Linked DNA regions of Mus musculus: regions 2 and 3 are each linked to region 1. A link is a contact called in public promoter capture Hi-C data. All regions are on one chromosome and are shown on one strand. The core of a region is the stretch at or near the end of the contact, and the rest is flanking DNA. Distances in the headings are between cores, read along the strand shown.

Region 1 (3,155 bases), core at 250-2,749:
TTGAAGATCAAGTCCAGTCATCAATGTGGTCCATGTTGGCCTCCAACTGACCATGAAGCTCATGCTGATCCTCTGTCTGAGCCTCCAGAGCTAACACTGGGACTTTAAGTCTGTGCCACTACCATACCCTGGGCCTTCTATCTCTTAGCAAGAAAGCTTGCTTGAAAAACTGCTTGAAAGCTATATGAAACAGGAGTTTCCCAAGTATGTATAAATGAGCATCTAAAAATGAATTTCACATTGCTCACATTTAAAAATGTAAAAAGTATGCCTAATTTGTGTTGAAATTCAGTTAAGAGTCCAATATCTCGAGACCCTTGGCTATAGCACACACCTTTTATCTGTGAGTTTGAAGCCAGCACCAGCCTGGTCAACAGATCAGCCAGGGCTACACAGGGAAACCCACCCACAAGCAACTAACAACAAATAATTCAATTACCACTTTCAGCATTTCTTAAAAGTTTTTAAAATTCTTATATATTACAATGTAGCTTAATATACATAAAATTCTTGCCGAGCTACACCTTTAATCCCAGCACTCTGGAGGCAGTGGCAGGGGATATCTGAGTTCAAGGCCAGCTTGGTCTACAGAGCAAGTCCCAGGTTAGCCAAGACTACACATGAGAAACCCTGTCTCGAAAACCCACAAAATTCTTACATTTTATAGTATAGTTTAACATACTACGTACTTTGTTCAATAACATCCACACCCCACCTTTCACTCCGTAATCAAAGAAATTCCTAAAAACGGACAAGTAACACAACTTAGGAGGCTAGCTCCACGTGCTGCATCAATTTCTTAGCACTTAGCGCCCTTCTGACCTTTAGCTCTAGAGTAAGAAATAAGTCCCTGCGCAGCAGAGCAAATCTTTAATCCTAGAATGGGAAGTCAATAGGTAGGCGAGTCTCTGATTTCGAGGACAACCGGGTCTATATAGCGAATTCAGGACAGGTGAGTCTACAAAACTGGGACATCCTGTCTCTGAAAAACAACAAAAAGAACCATTTGTGGTGCTTTAATAGCCTTCGAAAGGAGAATCAATCCCTGGATTGACAGCAGCTGCGGACCCCGAGGTCGAGGCCTGCTCCTCCCAGGCCCGCACCGGGAGTGTCCCCTCAGCACTGGAGTTCCCAGACCCCATGCTGCGCCCGCTCCCCACCACCACAGCCTACGAACAGCCGACCTGCGCTCGCCCGGGTGGCCCGCAAGACTCGGCTAGCGCTAGATGCCCGCCGCTCCGGAGCCGCTCTGGCTCGGCTAGCGAGGCCGCACGCCAGAAAGCGATCCCGGAACCTCGGAGCGCGGCGGCCACACACCACGTCGTCCTCGTCCGGCCCGGCCATAGGCCCGCTGCCCACCGGCCGCCCAACCCCAACAGCATGCTGCGAGTTGGAGAAGGTGGCCGTCAGTTTCCAGCTGCGGCCAAGGACACCCAAAAGCGACTCCGCTCGACAGTGGCCCCCACAAGAGCGATGAGGCTCCGCCCCTTAAACGGAACACGCGGCCGGATTGGTGCGCGCGCGTGCGCAGAAAATGCGGCCGGCCTGCAACCTTCTCCACCTGGTGGGTTCCAGGCAGCAAATGACCCAAAACCCCAACTCCCTGCTTAAGATGATGGGCTTCAACCGAATTCCTAGTATTTGGTCGGCTTTTGACCGTGTGCAAGGACAGAGTGTGTAGGCATGTGAAAAAGACAGTGACCAGAAGCCTAGTTAAATACTTCGTTCTCATGAAAGTCACTTTATAGGTCCTAAAACTGGTTTGGGAAAATGATTTAGCTTCGCAGAAGTAATTGTAGCATATCAGCCCAAAAGGAATGTAGTTTAAGGTACTTAATGTTATAATGTTTAAATACTTTGTATGCTATGATATGATATTAACAAAATGAATGAATGATTTAGTCCCAGCACTTGGGAGACAGAGACAGGCGCATTTCTGAGTTCGAGGCCAGCCTGGTCTACAGAGTGAGTTCCAGGACAGCCAGGGCTACACAGAAAAACCCTGTCTCGGGGGAAAAAAAAAAAAAAAAAGATTTAATGATTTAACTTAATTCCACCACTGAGATAGGAGAAAATGGAATTTTTTCACATAATTTTCGATTTTGTTGACAGATTTTTTTTTTTCCCCATTAAAAACGTCGTATCCGAGCTGGGTGTGGTGGCGTACGCCTTTAATCCCAGCACTCGGGAGGCAGAGGCAGGCGGATTTCTGAGTTCGAGGCCAGCCTGGTCTACAGAGTGAGTTCCAGGACAGCCAGGGCTATACAGAGAAACCCTGTCTCGAAAAAAAACAAAAAAACAAAAACAAAAACCAAAGGAACAAACAAACAAAGCCCCCATCATGTCCAAGGTGGGGAGTGTATCTTGCCTAGCACGGACTGACATAGAAGAATCTACAGTGTTGCAAATCCAGAGCCAATTTATCATGGGCCATTTGCAGATCTCTTAGTAGCCTTAATGTATTGTCCTCCTGTGTACCTAACATCTTCACGACCTTCAGCTGGAACACACCGAGTTCAAGCTTTCATTTGGAATGCACAGGGTATTAGTTTTCCGAGTACTGTCAAATAGCACCTGAAGCCTAAAACAGGTTTCCCCACTTTTAAAAAACGTACCTAACCATCCCACTAATGTAGAAACCTGTCTTGACTGATGATTTTCTTTGTTCTGTTACTATAAAAAAGCTTCATGAAACTACTTCCATGTTGAAACATGGAACATGGGGACAGGGGGTGACATAAATCTGTGTTTCCAAGCCATGATCACTCATTTGGTTCTAGAATAAGTTCTCTTTTCTCTCCATTGAGGTGAGAGTTTTTTGAATCAACACTATACCTTTCTCCCAAAGGCAGATGATACTTAGTGCCTATTGCACAGGACTTAGACAGGAGTAGAGGGAGCACTGTAACGGCATAAATTTGGGAACTCATGGTGCAAATGTGTAATAGGACATGCATCTAAAAATACACGAGACTACCTCTAACTGGAATCTCTGTGTTCTAGGTCAGGTCAGACATTCAGGTCATAATGCCTGAAATAAATACCAACCATCTTGATGAAAAATCAGTTTACTTTGTAGCAAAGATGTGTATTCTTATTGATGAAAATGGCAATAAAATTGGAGCTGACACCAAGAAAAACTGTCACCTGAATGA
Region 2 (3,155 bases), core at 483-2,982, 830 kb after region 1:
CAAAACCAAAGCAGTAATTAGGAGGGATTTCCTGCATGAAGTGCATAGCCTAGGAAACCCTGGTCATGTGAGAGAGAAAATTAACTCATACGAAAAGAGGGGTGTCATGTTAATGTCAGACTTCTCCAACTGTAAATTGCAAAACTGTGATCAAAAAGAATTTCTAAAGAGTATTACACTTAGATAAAAAGTTTTGTTTTTTTTTTTTTAAGATTTATTTATTTATTATATGTAAGTACACTGTAGCTGTCCTCAGATACTCCAGAAGAGGGCATCAGATTGCATTATGGAGCCACCATGTGGTTGCTGGGATTTGAACTCGGGACCTTTGGAAGAGCAGTCGGCGCTCCTAACCACTGAGCCATCTCGCCAGCCCCCTAGATAAAAAGTTTTACAGAAAAAAAGAAAAAGACAATAGTCTTTCGTGTTGAAGAAATTTAGAAATTATAGACTTAAAAAAATCCAGACAAAATAGTAAGGAAAATGGAGATGCAAGGAAACAGGAAGCCTGATGGAAGGGTTCGTAGAGAATAAATCTAACTCAGCAAGGTAGATTCTGTATCAAGAAAAGCATGCTACAAGCCCTGACTACATACAACCTAAGAACTAGGCATGAAGCCATGCACAAGTAACTCCAGAACTCGGGAAGCTAAATAAGAGAATCAAAAGTCTGAGACAAGACTAGACTCCAGCCAGGCAGTGGTGGCACACGCACGCCCTTAATCCCAGCACTCGTGAGGCAGAGGCAGGTGGATTTCTGAGTTCAAGACCAGTCTGGCCTACTGAGTGAGTTCCAGGACAGCCAGGGCTACACAGAGAAAGAAACCCTGTCTCAAAAAAACAAAAATAAATAATAATAATGATAAAAGACTAGACTACACTGCTAGATTTCAAACTGAACAAAATTATTCTAATTTATGTTGGTAAGCCATTAACAGGTAACTAGGAGAAACAGAAGACTGGCTTTTGAGGACAGATTTTTTTGCCTAAGTCATCTCTAAAGTTTAAATGTATATTTGCAGACACAAGTATAGCCAATTTTCAAAGCACTTCATATTCTTTATTCAAATTTTAAAAATTATATTCATTTATTTATGTGTGGGCATATGCATGTGTACCTGTGGAGATCAGAGGGCAATATTAAAGAGTTACATATTATTTTATTCAGACACATATTATACTGGTGCTGGCAACAAGACAATATTAATGAGCCAACACCACAGTATCTTTAAACAGAAACAAACATAAAATCAGACTCTGTATTGATTAGTTGATAAAAACCTAACCTTTTGTATTTTCCCTTCAAGTACTAACTCAGAATTCACTTAGTCAATGTGAATAATGAGCTTTGATTACACTTATCACTCCAAAGTCTAAAGTTGCTGAATACAGCTGAGCAGAAAAACAGTGCCAAAGACATGACAACAAATTAGAGTGGACTATGGAAACCAGCTAGCTTTCTAAGGCAGCCTTTTGTGCTGCAGTGGAAGGGCGGACAGCTCCAGTAACAGTACTCACACTGAAGAGTTCCTGTTCTTGCTTCGTTCCTACTGAAATCTGATGGAGCACGTCTGTGTTTTAACTGCGATAAGGCGTTCTTGTGAGACCTAGATGAAACACGAGAGCTTGTGACTGACTCTGGAGACTAGTGAAGGGACAGTGGGAACTGTCTTCATCTTTGCTACAGAATCTGCTACACTGGCCCGTCTCTCTTATTGCTCTCCTTAGTGACCCATGTTAATGTTTAATAATTCTATTGTGAAATTTCCATTTGTTTTATCTTTCTACAGCTTATCTACTTAGAGATGAAGATTGTATCAGTTTTCCAAACCACATACATTTATTTTTCTTTTTTTCTGTGGCTTCTAAATCATTTTCTACAGAAAAATTTTCAAAATTTCTTTATCTAATGTTAGCGCCCTTACTTTATAGATTTGAAGACATTTTTTCTTTTTTTTGAAGTTAAGGTTATATGCTGGAAATAATGAATGTGGCATGTTTTTTAACAGTCCTGCAAAGCTAACATTATTCTAATTTTCTTTTATAATTTATTTTTATTTTGTGTTCATTTGTGTTTTGTCAGAATGATGTATGAGGATGTCAGATGCCCTGGAACTGAAGTTAGACAGGTGTGAGCTGCCATGTGGTTGCTGGGAATTGAATCTGGGTTCTCTGAAAAAGCAGCCAGTGTTTTCTCTCTCAACCGTTCAATTTTCTCTTCAGCCTTGCATCATTCTAATTTTATACAGAAGCAAAATAGAACCTAAAAAAATCAATGTGCTTGAACTTAGGTAGGTATGTTACCCTCACCTAATATATTTACATTTTAGCTATGCTTTTAGCCACAAAAATACTCTACAACTAGCAAATCCTTTCTTACCTTTCCTCTCTCCTAAAATACTCTATTGTAGTGTCTTCATCTCTGTCTATTGACCCTATGCAGGTTCTACCTTAGGACAATATTCCTCTCCTTCTGACCTTATCCAAAAGGAAAGCTAAATTTCCAAGCCCCATAAGTCACAGGGTTCCAATGATGGGTCTTCACTACAGGGTTTGTTTTTACAGTGCTGGACACTGAACCCAGGTCCTCCTCACACAAGCAAGGGCTCTATCACTAAGCTCTAGCACCAACTCCAATAGTTTTTACTTCCCAAATGACTTCCACTCCTACTTCCACAGAAATCTTAGCTATATCTCCTTCTACCATTCTTCATTGACAATTGTCTTTCCAAGAACTTCCCATCACTCATTATCTTTCTTATGGTGGTACATGCTTATAATCTTAGCAGGTTAAGGCAGGATGATCAATGCAAGTTTGAAGCCAGCATGGCCTACACGGTAAGTTCCAGATAGCCAGGGCTACATACTGAGACCCTGTTCCCCCTTCTGCCCAGGTATATATACAGAGACTTTTGTGAACAAATCATATAACATCTTGGATTCTAAAGTCCTATCCAGTAATCTCTTCCACATACCCATACCCAGCCTGCAACCCAACTGATCTATTTCTGCAGTCATTTACAAAGACTTTCTGGGTTTTGGACATGTTAAAGTTGTTTCTTACTGCATTTATAGTAGATCAGAAAATTTTCTGATCTACTGTATAATTGGAAAGTGGGACACTCATCAAAAATTGTAGCTTCGAATCCTTTCCT
Region 3 (3,155 bases), core at 316-2,815, 810 kb after region 1:
ATGACAGCTTGTGCCACAGGCTGCTCAACTCATGGACAAGGAGTAGAGAGGGAAGGAGGGACTAGGAATTAGCTATAACCTTTGCAGGCTTAGTCCCAAGAGCCTGCTTCCTCCAGTTATGCCCCACTTCCTAACATCATCACCACCTCCCTAACAGCCCTGTCTGCTGAAAACCTAATGTTGGGGACTGACTCTAATGCTTTTGAGTCAATCTGGGTCTCTGAAACCCAGAATCTTCGTGTCCAAACACCAAAGGTCCTTGTTCCTAATGGGTTTTTGATTGATCAATAAAGAGCCAACAGCCAATGGCTGGGCAGGTAGACTGAAATGGGACCTTTAGGTTTGTGAGGGCTAGGAACTGGGAGAAAGGAGGAGAATCACCATGATTTGGAGGGATCAGATTTATAGCTACAGAAGGAAAATCATCTGAAATGTAGGTGAGAAGGAATGTGGCCCCTAGAGATGTCTTGGCAGCAACGATAAAACATAGGTTTATAAAGTGTTGAGCCAGGAGTACTAGAGGAAAATGTATGATGGGCCGAGAATTGGAACTGCCAGCCTTTGAATGAATCAAGGCATATTAAAATTTACTGGCATGTGTGTATCTTTCATTTGTGAATCTAGATAGCTCCTGAGTGGGTGCTCTTTTGTGCAATGGTATAGCCAACTACCACTACACCTAAATTACTAGAACGTGAGCCTGTGGGATAAAGTCTTTAGTCAAAATATATTACTCTTCACTGTAACCAAATGCATTCCTGGAAGCAGGTTTAAGCGAGGAAAGGTTTATTTTGGCTATGGAGTATGAAGGGATGCCATCTGTGATGGTGTGGATGTGTGTGTGGTTTAAGCCAGGCTATAAAAACCTCAAAGCCTGCTTTTAGTGTCTCACTTCCTTTAGTGAGACTCCACCTCCTCACTGTTTCATAACCTCCCAAAACCATTGCCACCAAGTGAAGGCTCAAACACAAGAGTCTCCAGGGGCATTTCTCAAGGAAGCCACAGCAACATAATAATACTTTTTTTCTTTTTTAATTTTATCAATTTTGTGACATGGGCTGGGCATGGTGGCAGAGACCTGTAATTCCAGCTACTGGGAAATCTGAGGCAGAAGGCTCACAGGTTCAAGGCCTGTCTTGACTACAGATTCTTGTGTCCTTTATCCTGCATTACAGAATTACCTTTTTTTTTTTTTTAAAAGATTCATTTAATTATTTTATGTATGTCGGTATACTGTGGCTGTCTTCAGACACACCAGAAGAAGGCATCGGATGCCCATTACAGATGGTTGTGAGCCACCATGTGGTTGCTGGGAAATGAACTCAGGACCTCTGGAAGAGCAGTTAGTGCTCTTCACTTCGGAGCTGTCTCCAGCCCCACTGCATTACATTTTTATGACTTAACCATAACCCCAGGATCTACTGCAATTCACAATCGCAATGTGTTGGTTTTCTTTTTAAATGTTTTTTATTTTCAATTATGTGTCTGAGTTTATGTGTGTTGGTATGTGCATTTGAGTGCAGGTGCCAGCAGAAGCCAAAATCAACAGATCCCTTACAGTTGGAGTTACAGGACGTGGTAAACCACTGGAAGTTAGAAATTGAACTCAGGTCTTCTGCAAGGACCGTTATGTTCTTAACCACCGAGTCAGCTCTCCAGTCCTAGCTTTTAATTTTAAAAAATTATTCTATATGTATAGTTATTTTGCTTGCATGTTTGTCTTTACCATGTGCACACAGTGGCCACAAACGTCAGAAGATGGTCAGATACTCTAGAACTGAAGTTATAGACGGTTGTTAGACACCACGTGGATCCTGGGAATCAAGTATGGGTCCTCTGGGGGGAAACAAAGCTAGAGCTTTTAACTTCTGAGTCATCTCTCTATCACTGTTCTGAGACAGGCCTTACACTGCAGCACAAGCTGGCTCCCTTGCTTCAGATCTGGTTATAAGGAGAGAGCCACCATTTTGGTTTCTGGCTAGTTTTATTTTGTTCAGCATCAACCTATATGTAAAGAATCAAAAATACTCAAAAGATTGTTAGACTGAATGGTAAACTAAAACCAACTCAGTCAACCAATAAACTGTCAATGTCAACGAACCAATTAAAGGGACGGGCCTGCCTAGTGTGCTACTTACATTTGTAACCCTGGTACTCCAGAGTCTGAAGTTTGAGGCTAACTGGCCTGCAGAATAAACAAATACAGCAAGAATTAAATGGAATAAAGTCGAGGAGGAGAGGGAGTGAGGAGTCATGCAGGAGTAGGAGAGTTGTGATCACTTCAGCCAAGGTTAAGTGGCCACAGAATGGAGAAGACATAAGTAGGCTATTCAGAAGGAGGTGAGGAAGAAGGAAGACTCCCCAAACAGGTACCTAACAGCTGCGGAGTAAAACCTTGATGGAGGATGGCTGAGGAACACGGAATGAGCCCTTCATTAAGTGCCATTCAGGAGTCTTAAAAAAAATAATAAATAATTCATGTGAGGAATGATCTGGGAATACACAATGGGGCCAGTTCATGTTACACAGCCAGGCTAGCCATGAATTCATGGCGGTCCTCCTACTTCAGCTTCCCAAGAGCTGGGATTATAGACATGAAGCCGTGGGAGTTTTAAGAGGCTTGGGGACGTTGACCTACAACCTTACTTTTGATCTCCTGCTGTGCCTGCACACACACAGTATGTGATCTATAACAGTCTTAAGAGTTCAGTTCCCTGAGATTAAAGTGTTAAACATACTTGTAACCTCCTTCCTATTCAGAATTTCAAGTTCACAACACCTAAGTTCTCCACAAAACTATTCATCACAGGATTGCTATTCCCTATCGGCTTTTCAGAATACCTGGTAGCGGGAGAAAGGCTGACAACAGCCACTTGATGTCACTGCTCACTGGGATCTGAGAAGGGAAGAGGTGCTCCACATTGTGAAATAGACATCTGCAAAGAACACTGCACCAAGGGTGCCTCCCTGACTTCGTGCCGTAGCCAGACTCCCACTGGCACTGAGACCCTGAACTATGCTACTGACTTTGACATGCTGGAATAAAGGCAAGAGAGAGAACCTGCATGAATAATGAATTTTGTATTGTGGAATATCATTCTTTGATGTGCTTCCACAATTTCGGGGGAGTTAAATTAACTGTAGTTTGTGTTCAC

The links. Promoter capture Hi-C pulls out the DNA fragments that hold promoters and counts their contacts.
Region 2: a promoter capture Hi-C map of liver shows a contact between it and region 1, with 2.9 times the contacts expected there. The contact joins the enhancer-like site here to the promoter of Tmem70 in region 1. A contact is called at or near these places in 7 of 39 promoter capture datasets (the C10 cell line, the HPC-7 cell line, HPC-7-derived erythroid cells and 4 more) and 5 of 115 datasets of contacts at active chromatin or transcription factors (the 230-238 cell line, embryonic limb bud, embryonic stem cells and 2 more).
Region 3: a promoter capture Hi-C map of pre-B cells shows a contact between it and region 1. The contact joins the enhancer-like site here to the promoter of Tmem70 in region 1. A contact is called at or near these places in 4 of 39 promoter capture datasets (3T3-L1-derived adipocytes, the HPC-7 cell line, liver and 1 more) and 4 of 115 datasets of contacts at active chromatin or transcription factors (the 230-238 cell line, embryonic limb bud, large pre-B cells and 1 more).

The regions. Positions count from the first base shown.
Region 1 is chr1:16,663,535-16,666,689 of GRCm38.p6, reverse strand. Tmem70 (transmembrane protein 70) reads right to left here and starts at 1,499. Exons shown (of 3, transcript NM_027415.2): 1 at 1,185-1,499. The coding sequence starts at 1,382. It also overlaps the pseudogene Gm7654.
Region 2 is chr1:15,831,853-15,835,007 of GRCm38.p6, reverse strand. It overlaps Terf1 (telomeric repeat binding factor 1), which reads right to left. Exons shown (of 10, transcript NM_009352.3): 8 at 1,519-1,607. Among named protein-coding and RNA genes, the nearest start is that of Terf1, 28 kb to the right of the region's middle. Within about 2 kb of position 1,732, at least 2 of the 459 cell types and tissues checked have an H3K27ac peak or open chromatin away from gene starts, as enhancers often do. A contact at or near this core is called in liver, where this site is marked.
Region 3 is chr1:15,848,666-15,851,820 of GRCm38.p6, reverse strand. No RefSeq gene overlaps it. Among named protein-coding and RNA genes, the nearest start is that of Sbspon, 42 kb to the left of the region's middle. Within about 2 kb of position 1,565, at least 34 of the 459 cell types and tissues checked have an H3K27ac peak or open chromatin away from gene starts, as enhancers often do. A contact at or near this core is called in pre-B cells, where this site is marked.